Linked DNA regions of Pan troglodytes: region 2 is linked to region 1. Evidence: chromatin contacts called from public Hi-C data. All regions are on one chromosome and are shown on one strand. The core of a region is the stretch at or near the end of the contact, and the rest is flanking DNA. Distances in the headings are between cores, read along the strand shown.

The links. Hi-C and Micro-C count contacts between places; a contact is called where the count stands out from the background.
Region 2: a Hi-C map of stem cell-derived neural progenitor cells shows a contact between it and region 1, with 7 times the contacts expected there. The contact joins the enhancer-like site here to the promoter of NUDT15 in region 1. A contact is called at or near these places in 1 of 7 Hi-C or Micro-C datasets (stem cell-derived neural progenitor cells) and 1 of 1 datasets of contacts at active chromatin or transcription factors (stem cell-derived excitatory neurons).

Annotation. Positions count from the first base shown.
Region 1 is chr14:53,635,382-53,641,508 of NHGRI_mPanTro3-v2.0_pri, reverse strand. NUDT15 (nudix hydrolase 15) reads right to left here and starts at 3,312. Exons shown (of 3, transcript XM_001151276.7): 1 at 3,031-3,312; 2 at 113-309. The coding sequence starts at 3,188. It overlaps SUCLA2 (succinate-CoA ligase ADP-forming subunit beta), which reads left to right and starts at 3,040. Exons shown (of 11, transcript XM_016925284.4): 1 at 3,040-3,329. The coding sequence starts at 3,261.
Region 2 is chr14:54,183,925-54,190,102 of NHGRI_mPanTro3-v2.0_pri, reverse strand. No RefSeq gene overlaps it. Among named protein-coding and RNA genes, the nearest start is that of RCBTB2, 62 kb to the right of the region's middle. Within about 2 kb of position 2,267, at least 3 of the 24 cell types and tissues checked have an H3K27ac peak or open chromatin away from gene starts, as enhancers often do. A contact at or near this core is called in stem cell-derived excitatory neurons and stem cell-derived neural progenitor cells, where this site is marked.

The DNA.
Region 1 (6,127 bases), core at 2,063-4,562:
ACACAAGCATTCAGACAATAGCATTCTCTTCATATGGCAACATACTGTAATATTCCTCCAGACCACTTGCTCTCCTGAAAGAAAAATGCATGATTATATATAATTCTCTTACTTTCATTTTTTTCAGGCTCTACATTCTTTGGTTCTGAATCATGAGTCACATCCACTTCTCCTTTCATTAATATAGTAACATAATGGTAATTCTCCTTCTCAATGAAAGAATTCACAACTGAGGCAAAGTGAACATTTTTCAGGTGAAGAGCTGCTTCTTCCCAGGTTTCCCTTTGAGCACATTCTTCCCAGGTTTCACTGGAAAACAGAAACAAAAATTAGATTAATTCTATTTTTTTATATATACATATGTGTGTGTATATATATGTATATATATAAATGTATATACCTGTGTGTGTGTGTATATATTTTGCCATGAAATTCTTGGCTAGAAAATTCTAGTGTAAAACAAGAAGAACTGTAATTGGTTCCTGCTTTAAAACAACAAATCAGCTGGGCATGTGGCTCATGTCTGTAATCTTTTGGAAGGCGGAGGCAAGAGGACAGCTTGAGTTCAGGAGTTGGAGACCAGCTGAGGCCAACATAGTGAGACCTCATCTCTCCAAAAAAAAAAAAAAAAAATAGCCAGGCATGGTGGTGCGTGCCTATGGTCTGTGGTCCCAGCTACTCAAGAGGCTGAGGCAAGAGGATAGTTTGAGCCTGGGAAGTCAAGGCTGCAGTGAGCCATGATGGTGCCATTGCACTCCAGCCTGGACAAACAGCAAGACTTTGTCTCAAAAAATAGTAATAATAATTAATTAAAAAGATAAAAATTTAAAAACAGTAAATCAGCAACCTTGCCCTTGACATTATATCCTGTATCTAGTTATCTAAAGATGAAAAGGACTTAATATTGAATAAAAATTAACATTTAGCCATCTCAGCACTAATTTACAGCCCTGGAACCTGTGTGTAACCAGGAGGCAGTTTAGTGGATTAAGAGCAGACTTTGGAGTCAACTAGACCTGGGACTGAGCTCAAAGTTCATTACTTTCCACCTTGGACAAGTAAAAAGAGAGTATATTACTTCCTCATGGGGTCACTGTAATTGTATCAAGAAGTGCCACTATGTCTTTTCCAGCAGTCTCAGAATTTCAATTTAAGCCTCAAAACTGACAACAATAGGTAAAAAGCACTTCTAAATTCTCAAGCAAAAGGGCAAACAGATGTTATCTGAGCTCAAGCTCAAGCTAAGGAAGGCCAGACTAGACCTGCGACTTCTCCATACCCAGGCTACATAAGAAAGACAGGAGATGTTTGAGACAGAGGAAAGTTTGGAGTTTTCAGCCTAGTAGGAGCATTTCCCTTCCAGACTACAAGGGGCCAACTCTGCCCCCCAAGACAGGTGAGGAACATTCCAAGAGAATCAGTCATAAGATTGGGAGTGACTCAAGAAGGAGATACTCAGTGTGTCACTCCCCTGCTAAAGACATCCTGAACTGCAGAAACTCACAGGCCTACCCCAGTGCATCAGAGAAGGTGTGCTACAAGGGTGAAAGCTCTTGGGTAAATCTGAAATGTGTCCCTCGGAGTTTCCAGATGCAGATGAATACAGAGGCAGAGCAAGGAAAAAGAGCAGCAGTGGAAATATCATTCCCATTGCGTGTTTCCTTTGGGCCAAGCAGATGCCAAAAGAGACTGCTGGGTAATCAAATAGGAGATCCCAGAAGAAAGAAAACGTGGGGTGATGTGCTAAAAGCAAGAGCTAGGAGGTGGGCCAGCATCACAGAAAGCCCGTCACCTATGTCAGGAAAATCTCTGTGGGACTTCCCAACAACTGACAAACATACCCTGAGAAAGCACACATGTGGATATCATGCCCAGAGGACACCAATGGATGGATCAGAGCAGCATCAGTCACCTGAATGGCTTGCTCTCTCCTCCTCCTCCAACACACTGGAGAAAGAAGGAAACTCAGAGACAGCCAGGTGAGAAGAGGAGGAGGATACAGAAAAGCAGAACAATGGCTCACACCTCCTTTATGCACTGCAGGGGAGGGATTAGAAACTGGAAGTGACACTGAAGGTTTAAATTGGATTGGACTTTTAAATGCTTGGAAGTGAATCATACTGACCCAAATGTGATTTATTTTTATAACCAAGTGACAAGAAAACTATAGAATTTGCAGGAAACGTCACTGAAGAGGGAAAGAAAAAATCATGTTTGAAGGCAATGGAAGGAGAAAATAAAACCATTTCCTGTTTGTTCTCCCATCAAATTTAGCCCACTGAGTGTACCAGTTATGTAAAGATCAAATGAAAGTATACATGCAAAGAGCTTGGCATATTATCCAGCCCTTAACAAAAAGCCTATTAGAGCTCAATGTTGGCTATGGTCATTGACCTCACGGGTGGATCACCTGAGGTCAGGAGTTAGAGACCAGCCTGGCCAACATGGCGAAACCCCGTCTCTACTAAAAATACAAAAATTAGCACGGCGTGGTAGCGGGCGCCTGTAATCCCAGCTACCAGGAGGCTGAGACACAAAAATCGCTTGAACCCAGGAGGCGGAGGTTGCAGTGACTGGAGATAGCACCACTGCACTCTGGCCTGGGCTACAGAGCGAGACACAGTCTCAAATCAATCAATCGATCGATCAATCAATCAATCACATGGAAACGGTGCAATGTCTTAGCTGACAACATCGGGCTGCTGGAGGTTTACACACACCTGCTTTCCTCCTTTTGTGTGTAAGCTGTGAGAAACACACCTCACAGACGAACTCCCAACCACCACCCAGCAGGCGCGCAGCCGGAAAGACCCAGCTAGCAGAGCAAAGACCTCGCCTGACCCGGCACAGCGCCCCCTCCTGGGCGCGATCCTATGTCGCCCAGAGGTCGAGGGGAGGAACCGAGGGAACGCGCAAGAAAGGACGCAGCGTCAGCGCGGACGTTCTCACGCACGGCACACGGAAGCAAGCACTGCGTGAGTTCGTCCCTTCTGCGCACGCCCCGGTTTCCTCGCGTCCGCGGCTGCTCACCCGAACTCCAGATGACCTCCAGGGAGTTGGAAACTGCCAGCTCCAACCGAGCCTTTCCTCTTCCCCAGGAGGACGCAACGCGGATGCTTGCAGCTGGTCACCACGACTCCGACCCCGACTCCTGGCCGCCGCCCGCGCGGCTGTGCGCTGGCCGTCATAGCGCGCGGGAGGACGCGCCTGGCAGCGGCAGGAAGTGACGCGCTCACTATCCGGTCCCGCGGCCGCAGCAAATGTCTCCCCGCGAGGGCGGAGGCGCCGAAATCAAAGCGAGAGTGCGTCGGCCTCTCCAGCTGTCCGCGGTGCGTAATGCGTCGCGGAGGGCTATCAGGTTGGGCAATGCCGTGTTTCCTTCCGAAGGGCAGCGTGCATTAGAGTTTCGCTGTAACTAAAGTCGCTTACAGTTGTGCTTTGAATATTCATCACCCGTCAGCCTATCCACTCCCAGATTCCTGCAAACCATGCATTTACGTGTACAAGCCGCCTGCTCTTACCAACCTCGGCACCACTGCACATTCTCTTTTCCGTGAATGACCTCGCCCACCGTGGTGCACCCATTTGCCCTGTAGCTCAAATCAGCGTGGTACCAGGATAAGGATAGGTCGTTTAGAAACATCCCATTATAAACAACTATGCTTAAGGTATATTCATAAGTCATGGGAGGAAATAAAGGCTAATTGATAAATCATGCTGGGAAGAGTTAGTTACAAACACTGGAAAACAGACATTTTCAGATGTTTGCACACCATGCACCATGCAAAATACAAACCAGCTGAATCATAAAAACAAATGACTAGTTACTGGGAGGGTTTTCTCTCTTTTTCTCATTATTTTTACTTCTCCCAAAGTAATGTGCACATACTGGTAATTTTATTTTATTTTAATTTTCACCAAGCTAGCTAATTTTCTTTCTTTCTTTTTTTTTTGTGTGGAGGTGGGCTGTCGGTCTTTTGTCGAGGCTGATCTCCAACTCCTGTCCTCAAGCAGTCCTTCCACTTGGGCCTACCAGAGTGCTGGGATAACAGGCGTGAACCACTGCGCCTGACCTATAGCTATAATTTTAAGAAGTAAAATGGTGCAAAAACCGCAACAAGAGCAACCTGACCCTCCTACTTTCAGAAACAATCACTTTTAACTCTTTCAACTGTATTTCTGATATTTGCCTACTTATTTCTAAGTAATATGCTTACTCTCCATGTTATACTAAATGGGTATTAAGCTTTTTACAGCATCTCTCCTCACTATCAACATTCACATTCATTACAAAGGTACTTACAATATCTTCTCAAAAAATGGTAGTATATAAAAAGGATAATATATTAAACAATGAGATTAATCCCAGAAATACTAGGTTGGCTTAATATTTGAAAAGCCAATGTAATTCAGCATATTAACAGAGGGAGAAAGGAAATACATATAATCATCTCAATAGATGCAGAAAAAAATTAATAAAATCTGATACTCAGTTGTGATTTAAAAAACCCCACAAAACCTCTGAGCAAACTAGAAATAAAATGAAACTTTAACATGATATATGGCATCTACAAAGACCTACAGCTAACATCATATTTAATGACTGTTTTGAGCTGAATTGTGTCCCCTCAAAATTCCTATGTTGAAGTCCTATCCCCCAGTACCTCAGCATTTGGAGACAGGATCAAGTTAAAATGAAGCCATTAGGGTAGGCCCTATTCTAATGTTATGACTGGTGTCCTCGCAAGAAGTGGAGATTAGAACCCAGACTGTGTTCTATTGGAAGACTGTGTGATGACACAGGGAGAAGGCGGCCGTCTGCAAGCCAAGGAGAGCAGCCTCAGAAGAAACCAAGTCCGCTGACACCTTGATCTTAGAATTCTAGCCTCCAGAATTGTGAGAAAATTAATTTCTGTTATTTAAGCCACACAATCTTTGATACTTTGTTATGGCAGCCATAGCACTAGCCTAGCCTTATCTCGGTGAAAGACAAGATTTGGGAGGAGCTAGGGTATCCACTCTGAGCACGTTTAGTCATCATGTTGCTGGAGATTCTAGTTAGCACAACTCATAAAATTTAAAAATCAATAAAAGTTAGTTACATTGGAAAGGAATAAGTAACCGTCTTTTTTTTTAAACAATCCTGAGGAATTAATTAAAAAGCCATTAGAACAAATAAGTTTAGCAAGGTCGTAGGATTCAAGGTTAATATACACAATTGATTATATTTCTATATATTAGCAATGAACAATTAAGTAAATTTTTGAAACAATACCATAAAAACATAAAATACTTAGAAATATATTTAGCAAAAGATATGGAACACTTGTATACAGAAAACTATACAACTGTGAACCAAAAATAAAGTTCTAAGCACCTCCACCCCCAGCCATCTGAATGGATTCCTTCCTCTTGGCCAGAGCACTCCAAAGTTAACCTGAAAAACTGGTTGAAGCCATGACGGAGCAGGGGTCAGATATGCCTCATTATGCCACCTTTCTTTTGGAATTCAGGAAAAGCCAACTAGCATTTAACATTAACACAGACCTTAAATCTGATAAGAAACATTTACAATCTAGTCTCTCTGAAGCCTGCTACCTGGATGCTTCAGCTGCATGATAAAATTTTGGTCTCCACAACGTCTTATCTTAACCCAGACATTCCTTTCTATTGATAATAACTCTTTCAACCAATTGCCAATCAGAAAAATTTAAATCTACCTATAACCTGGAAACCCTGCCCCACTTCAAGTTGTCTCGCCTTTCTGGACCAGACCAATGGTCAATCTATATCTTAAGTGTATTTGATTGAAGTCTCATGTCTCCCTAAAATGTATAAAACCAAGCTGCTCCCCAATCACCTTGGGCATATGTTGTCAGGGTCTCCCAAGGGCTGTGTCACAGGCCATGGTCACTCATATTTGCCTCAGAATACATCCCTTCAACTATTTTACAGAGTTTGACTTCTTCCTTTTTTTTAATTTCAAGTTTTTGGTTACACGGATTCGTTCTTTAGCTGTGATTTCTGAAATTTTAGTGCACCCATCACCTGAGTAGTGTACACTATATGTAGTCTTTTATTCCTCACTCCCCTCCCAACTTTCCCCTCCGAGTCCCCAAAGCCCATT
Region 2 (6,178 bases), core at 1,018-3,517, 550 kb before region 1:
AACACTCTACACACTTTCCCTATTGCAATTCCCCTGTCATAATAAATTGGCTCTAACTGGGTAGTGGGCAAGAACTCATGGGGTGGTTACAAATACAAATTTAATTTAAAAATTGTGATATAACTATATTAGTAGCTGGGGGAGGGAGGAGAAATAAGGTGGAGAATGTTAAGACAGCTAAATCTTCATCTGCCATAATAGAACAACAATAGCTACTGTCTGGAACTGACAAGTTGGGAAATAGCAATATGTGTATATTCCTTAGAAATATGGAGTTAAATACCAGAAAAAAATAGAAAGGGTTTAGAAGGTTAAAAGTGGTTGCCTTCAAGGAACAGGAATAAGGAGACAGAAAGACAGAAATGTGAAGCAAGAAACCACCATTATTTATGTAGGGGAGGAGAAAATAATTTTTTCTCTACCTTTTCTGAGTTTTTTGTTAGGACAGACCCCTGTACCGAAATTAATAAGAGAAAAAAAAAACAAGTTTATTAATATGTATATCTCATGTATACAAGGGAGATAGCCAGGGAATGAATAATTCTTGAGAGCAGATCTCAAATAGGTAGCTTTGACTTCAAGCTTAAAAACCATCCTTTGCTAAAACAGAAAGGGAAGGGTGTGGAGAAGGCCAGTTACGAGGAGACAGCCAGGAAAGCACCTGAAACCAGGGTGAGGTTTGCGATGCAGATTTAAATCCATGCCTTTTTCATTGATAAGAGTTTCTAGTGATTTAGAGTCATTCTTCTCTTCCTGTTGCAGACAGGAAGACACCCTTATGTATGGAGATCTCCTTTATAGATATAAACTTTCCTTACAAAAGGGTAACTTCTACTGTTGTTTTCAGAGATTCTCCTCTGCTGCAGTTTCTCAAAATAACCAGCTCAAAATAATCCTCATGCTAAAGAGGCATATTTGGGGGTGGCATGTTTCTGGTCTCCTAAAGTCATAGGAGAATTCAGGACATGTCCTGAATCCCATCATTTGTCTTAAGTCTTTTACTACTATTTGACATATATATGGCAAATATATATATACATGTTACCGGAAAGGCATCCAGATCCAGACCCCAATAGAGGGTTCTTGGATCCTGAGCAAGAAAGAATTTGGGGCAAGTCCACAGAGTAAAGTGAAAGCAAGTGTATTAAGAAAATAAAGAAATAAGGAAAGGCTACTCCGTAGGCAGAGCAGCCCTGACAGCTACTGGTTGCTCATTTTTATGGTTATTTCCCGATGACATGTTAAACAAGGGGTGGATTATTCATGCCTCCTCTTTTTAGACTATATAGGGTAACTGCCTGATGTTGCCATGGCATTAGTAACTGTCATGGCACTGGTGGGAGGGTAGCAGTGAGGACGACCAGGGGTCACTCTCATCACCATCTTGGTTTTGGTGGGTTTTGGCCGGCTTCTTTACTGCAACCTGTTTTATCAGCTAGGTCTTTATGACCTGTATCTTGTGCCGACCTCCTACCTCATCCTGTGACTTAGAATGCCTAACCTCCTGGGAATTCAGCCCAGTAGATCTCAGCCTTATTTTACCCACTCCTATTCAAGATGGAGTTACTCTGGTTCGAATGCTTCTAACACACACACAAGTGTATACACACACATACGTGTGTATTTGTGCTTACATATATGTGTATATGTTTGTATATACATATATCCATACCTTTTCTTGATAAAAGTTAAAAATGAGCAAAGAAGGCTAGGGTATGCAATGCATGATAAGGAAATTTTCATCAAAAATAGCTAGTGTCGACAAGCAACCACTTTAGATTTAAGATGGAACCTTCAGCTCTCTGAAAAATGCTCTGACGTGGTCCTCTTCACTCCCACACTGAAGTCAGCATGGCTTACCATACTCACTACACAAATCTCCTTTCAGGCTCCACCTGTTCCATTACCTGAGCAAACAAGAGCAAGCAGCAACCCAGGCTGCCAACTCACTCTCTGAGGTGAGTTCCAGAACCTACAGGGTGGCATTATCACATTCTTGGGCTGACAGCACTTTTGCCTCCGTGGCTCCCTCTTCATTTAAAACAAAAAAAAATTAAAAATTGTATTTGAAACAACTGTATTGGTTTAAAAATTGACATAGTCTAGATTCATTATTAGGTATTCATTAATATTCTATTTTTTCTTCTGATTTTGAAAGTAATGAAAACACTTTCATGGGTCCCTAAAAGTCTCATGGGCTCTAGGCACAGTGCCTGCTCCACCTAATGGGGAAATCGGCACTGAGAACCTGAGGCAGGAAGAAGGGACAGATCAGCAAAGCACTCTGCCACCCTCTGCAGGTCCTGGTAGAAAAGTATCAAAAGCAAAGAAATAATAAAACCCTACTGGGGCAAAGTCATCCTTACATCAGCTGGTATTTGTTAGGGAGTTGTCAGGTGCAACTTGCAAAAACATCTTGTCAAATGTCCACAGCTTTCCTGTGAGGTGACTCTCACGTCCACAGATATCCAGTGGCCCCAGAGGTTAGGTTTCATGTCTCAGTTCACCCACACCATTCATGGCAGCCCAGGAATGTGTAACCACTCAGTCTGGCTCTTCCCTGCCTGTCAAGGAGGTGAGGCCGTAGGGTGTGGGGTAGGTGGTACATCTGCTCCCTGTCACCCTCCGAGTCCTCCCTTCCACACCCACACTCTGCCTTGCACGGAAATTAAACATCAGTGACTAATAAATTTGAAGTCAAAATCTAATGTACTTTTTTTCACTCACGTCCGTGTGAAGAGACCACCAAACAGGCTTTGTGTGAGAAACAAGGCTGTTTATTTCACCTGGGTGCAGGCGGTCTGAGTCTGAAAAGAGAGTCAGCGAAGGGGAGATAAGGGTGGGGCCGTTTTATAAGATTTGGGTAGGTAAAGGAAAATTACAGTCAAAGAAGGGTTGTTCTCTGGCGGACAGGAGTGGGGGTCACAAGGTGCTCAGTGAGGGAGCTTTTTGAGCCAGGATGAGCCAGGAGAAGGAATTTCACAAGGTAATGTCATCGGTTAAGGCAAGGACCGGCCATTTTCATTTCTTTTGTGGTGGAATGTCATCAGTTAAGTCAGGAACAGGCCATTTTCACTTCTTTTGTGATTCTTCAGTTACTTCAGGCCATCTGGGCATATACGTGCAGGTCACAGGGGATGTGATGGCTTAGCTTGGGCTCAGAGGCCTGACACTTTTACAATTCCATAAATGTGCTTTCCTTTGCCTCTACAAAGATCAGAGTTTTTGTGACATTTTCCCCCTTCTGTTTTAGTTCTTTCAGGCTGTGCATTCTGTTTAGTTCATTACAAAAATATCATAAACTGGCTTGTTTATAAACAACAGAAGTTTATTTCCCACGGTTCTGGAGCTGGGAAGTCTAAGATCAGGGTGCCAGCTGATTCAGTGTCTGCTGAGAGACCGTTTCCTGGTTCGTAGATGACCGTTTTCTCACTGTGTCCTCACATGGAGGAAGTGGGGAGGGAGCTCTCTGGAGTCTCTTTTATAAGGGTGCTACTCCCATCTGTGAGGACTCCGCCCTCATCACCTAATCACCTCCCAAAGGCCCTACCTCCAAATACCATCACCTTGGGGGTTAGGATTTAAACATATGAATTTTGGGGGGACACATTTAGTCCATTGCATGTTCAAATCTGAAATATTCCTTAGTGGCATCCCTGTGTTCCTGTCCTATTAGTGTTGTGCTGCTGACCTGGGTGGCAAAGGCTAAGCCTCTGCTCCAGCTGGTCCATTTTGCAAATGCTGTACTGTGAGTATTGCATTTGCACAGTCAGGATCCCCTTTCCCCTGAAAATTCAAATGAGGCCACAGACAGCTGGCAATTTCAACTCCACCTCATTTTCCCCAGCTCTTACTCATTTCTGTGCCTGAAAGGGACTGAATGGGTGGGGGAAGGTGACAATTTGCATTTATATAGAATCCCAGCTTTAAGTTAATTAATCAAAACACTAAGCTACCCTGACAAATCCTTCAGGGAAAGCAGAAAGCTAAACCCTGCTGCACCTTGTTTGAAATAATGATTCAGGCTGCAGCAAAATCTCACAACAGGCCCCCTGAAGCTCGCGACCTACCACCTGCGGAAAATCTTTCTGCAGAAGGACTTCATTCACTTATCCCAACAAGATGATCTTCCTTTCCATTTTTCCTATCTCACCTCTGTACCCACTCCCCAGGCAAAAACACTCCATAATTAAAGAGAGAAAATATGCTCAAGAGGAACAGAGTTGTTTCCTGAAGTAAATAAGAAAAGTAAAACAATCCATGAAGGGCTGGGTTGCACGCCTGCCCTCAGGTGGGTTGAGGCAGACTGCCAGGCCCCAGGCAGTGGACACACACCAAGCAAGCATGACACTAGCAATCACACCCTTTGGGTTCCTTACGACACACTGTGGGAGGCTGTGAGGAAACCATCGAGGGAAGAACAGGCAGACCTGATGCAGAAATTCGATAAAAGATAGAATTCACCAGGACATTAACATATGCAATGAATATTGGGGTGGGCCCCAAACTGTCCCTGAAGTGATTACCTTAAGGGAATAGGATGGAGAAGGAGGTGCAGGCATTCTTCACTTTATATTCTTCTGGAGGTTTGATACGGCTGGCCCTTGAATAACATGGTTTGAATTGCACTTTTATGCAGGTTTTTTCAATAAAAGTTACACTGAGTGTGCTGCCTCTCCTGCCTCTCCTTCCACCTCCTCCACCTCTTCCACTTTTGCCACCCTTGAGACAGCAAGACCAATCCCTCCTTCTCCCCCTCCTCTTCCTCAGCCTGTTCAACGTGAAGAAAAAGATGAAGATTCAGCTTCACTTAATGAAGAGTAAATATACTTTCTCTTCCTCATGATTTTCTTAACACCATTTTCTCTTCTCTAGCTTACAGTTTATAATGCATATAACACCCTATATATGCATTAATCAACTGTTTATGTTATTAGTAAGGACTCTGGTCAGCAGTAGCCTATTAGTAGTTAAGTTTTGGGGGAGTCAAAAACGATACATGGATTTTCAACTGCATGGTGGGGGGTGCGGCGGTTAGTGCCCCAACCTCTGTGTTGTTCAAGGGTCAACTGTACTATTTCTGTTAAACAAAGAGCATGGATTGCTTTTACCACCAAAAAAAAGCATTATAAAAAATAAATTATTTTCAGCTACTGCATAAAAGAAATTAAATCACAGCCACAGGAAAACCCCAAGGGGGAAATGATAAGGGCAGAGAAGCTAGAATTAAAGGACCTAAGTTCCTTATTCAGCTTTCTGAGCCCCAGATTCTTTATGCAAAAATTTGAGGAAATTGTAATACTTGCCCACTGTGGTCACCCCAGGACGATTAAATGAGATAATAGGTGGAAAAAAGTGCAGCTTATTTTTCACTTGGTCCTTTAACTTTACACAGTAATGAAGTTTAAATGCTATGGCCCCTGTAAACCAAAAATAAAATTCTAAGCCCCCCAACAGACTGAATGGACCCCCCTGGATTCAGGGGGACCCAAAGAAAACCAGAAAAACTAGTTTAGGCTATGAGGGGAAGACAGGGGGTCAGACGTGTCTCCTTATACTCTCTCCTTTCTGGAATTCCCTTCTGGAATTCAGGCACAGTTGACCCGCGTTAACATTAAAAGAGAGATCTTATTGCTACCTTGTAGCAATAAGACATCAAATTCCAACCTGACTCTAGTATAACATCACATGACAGATAAGGAAGGAAATCAAAATATTTTACTCCAAAATATGTTTCTTTGCCATATTTTGAAATGGTCCTGCATAGCCATCTTTTATGGGGGTAAATTTGCATCTGTAAAGAATCTCTGTTAACATAGAGTCTTTCCCCTTCCAGGCCCTCCTGATCCTGAAAAGATTAAGAGTCTAGCATGTTTTAAAGGCCTAAATAAGAAACATTTGCCAACTATTGTCTCTAAGAAGTCTCAACTATGAGACTTCACCTATATAATAAGAACCTTGGTCTCCACAACCTCTTATCTTAACCCAGACACTCCTTTCTATTGATTTCAGGTCTTTAGATAATAACTTAACTCTTTCAACCAACTGCCAGTCAGAAAATCTTTGAATCCACCTATGACCTGTAAACTCTCCCCACCAAGTTGTCCTGCCTTTCCAGACCAAACCAATGCATACCACACATGTATCGATTAATGTCTTATGTCTCCCTAAAAGGTAT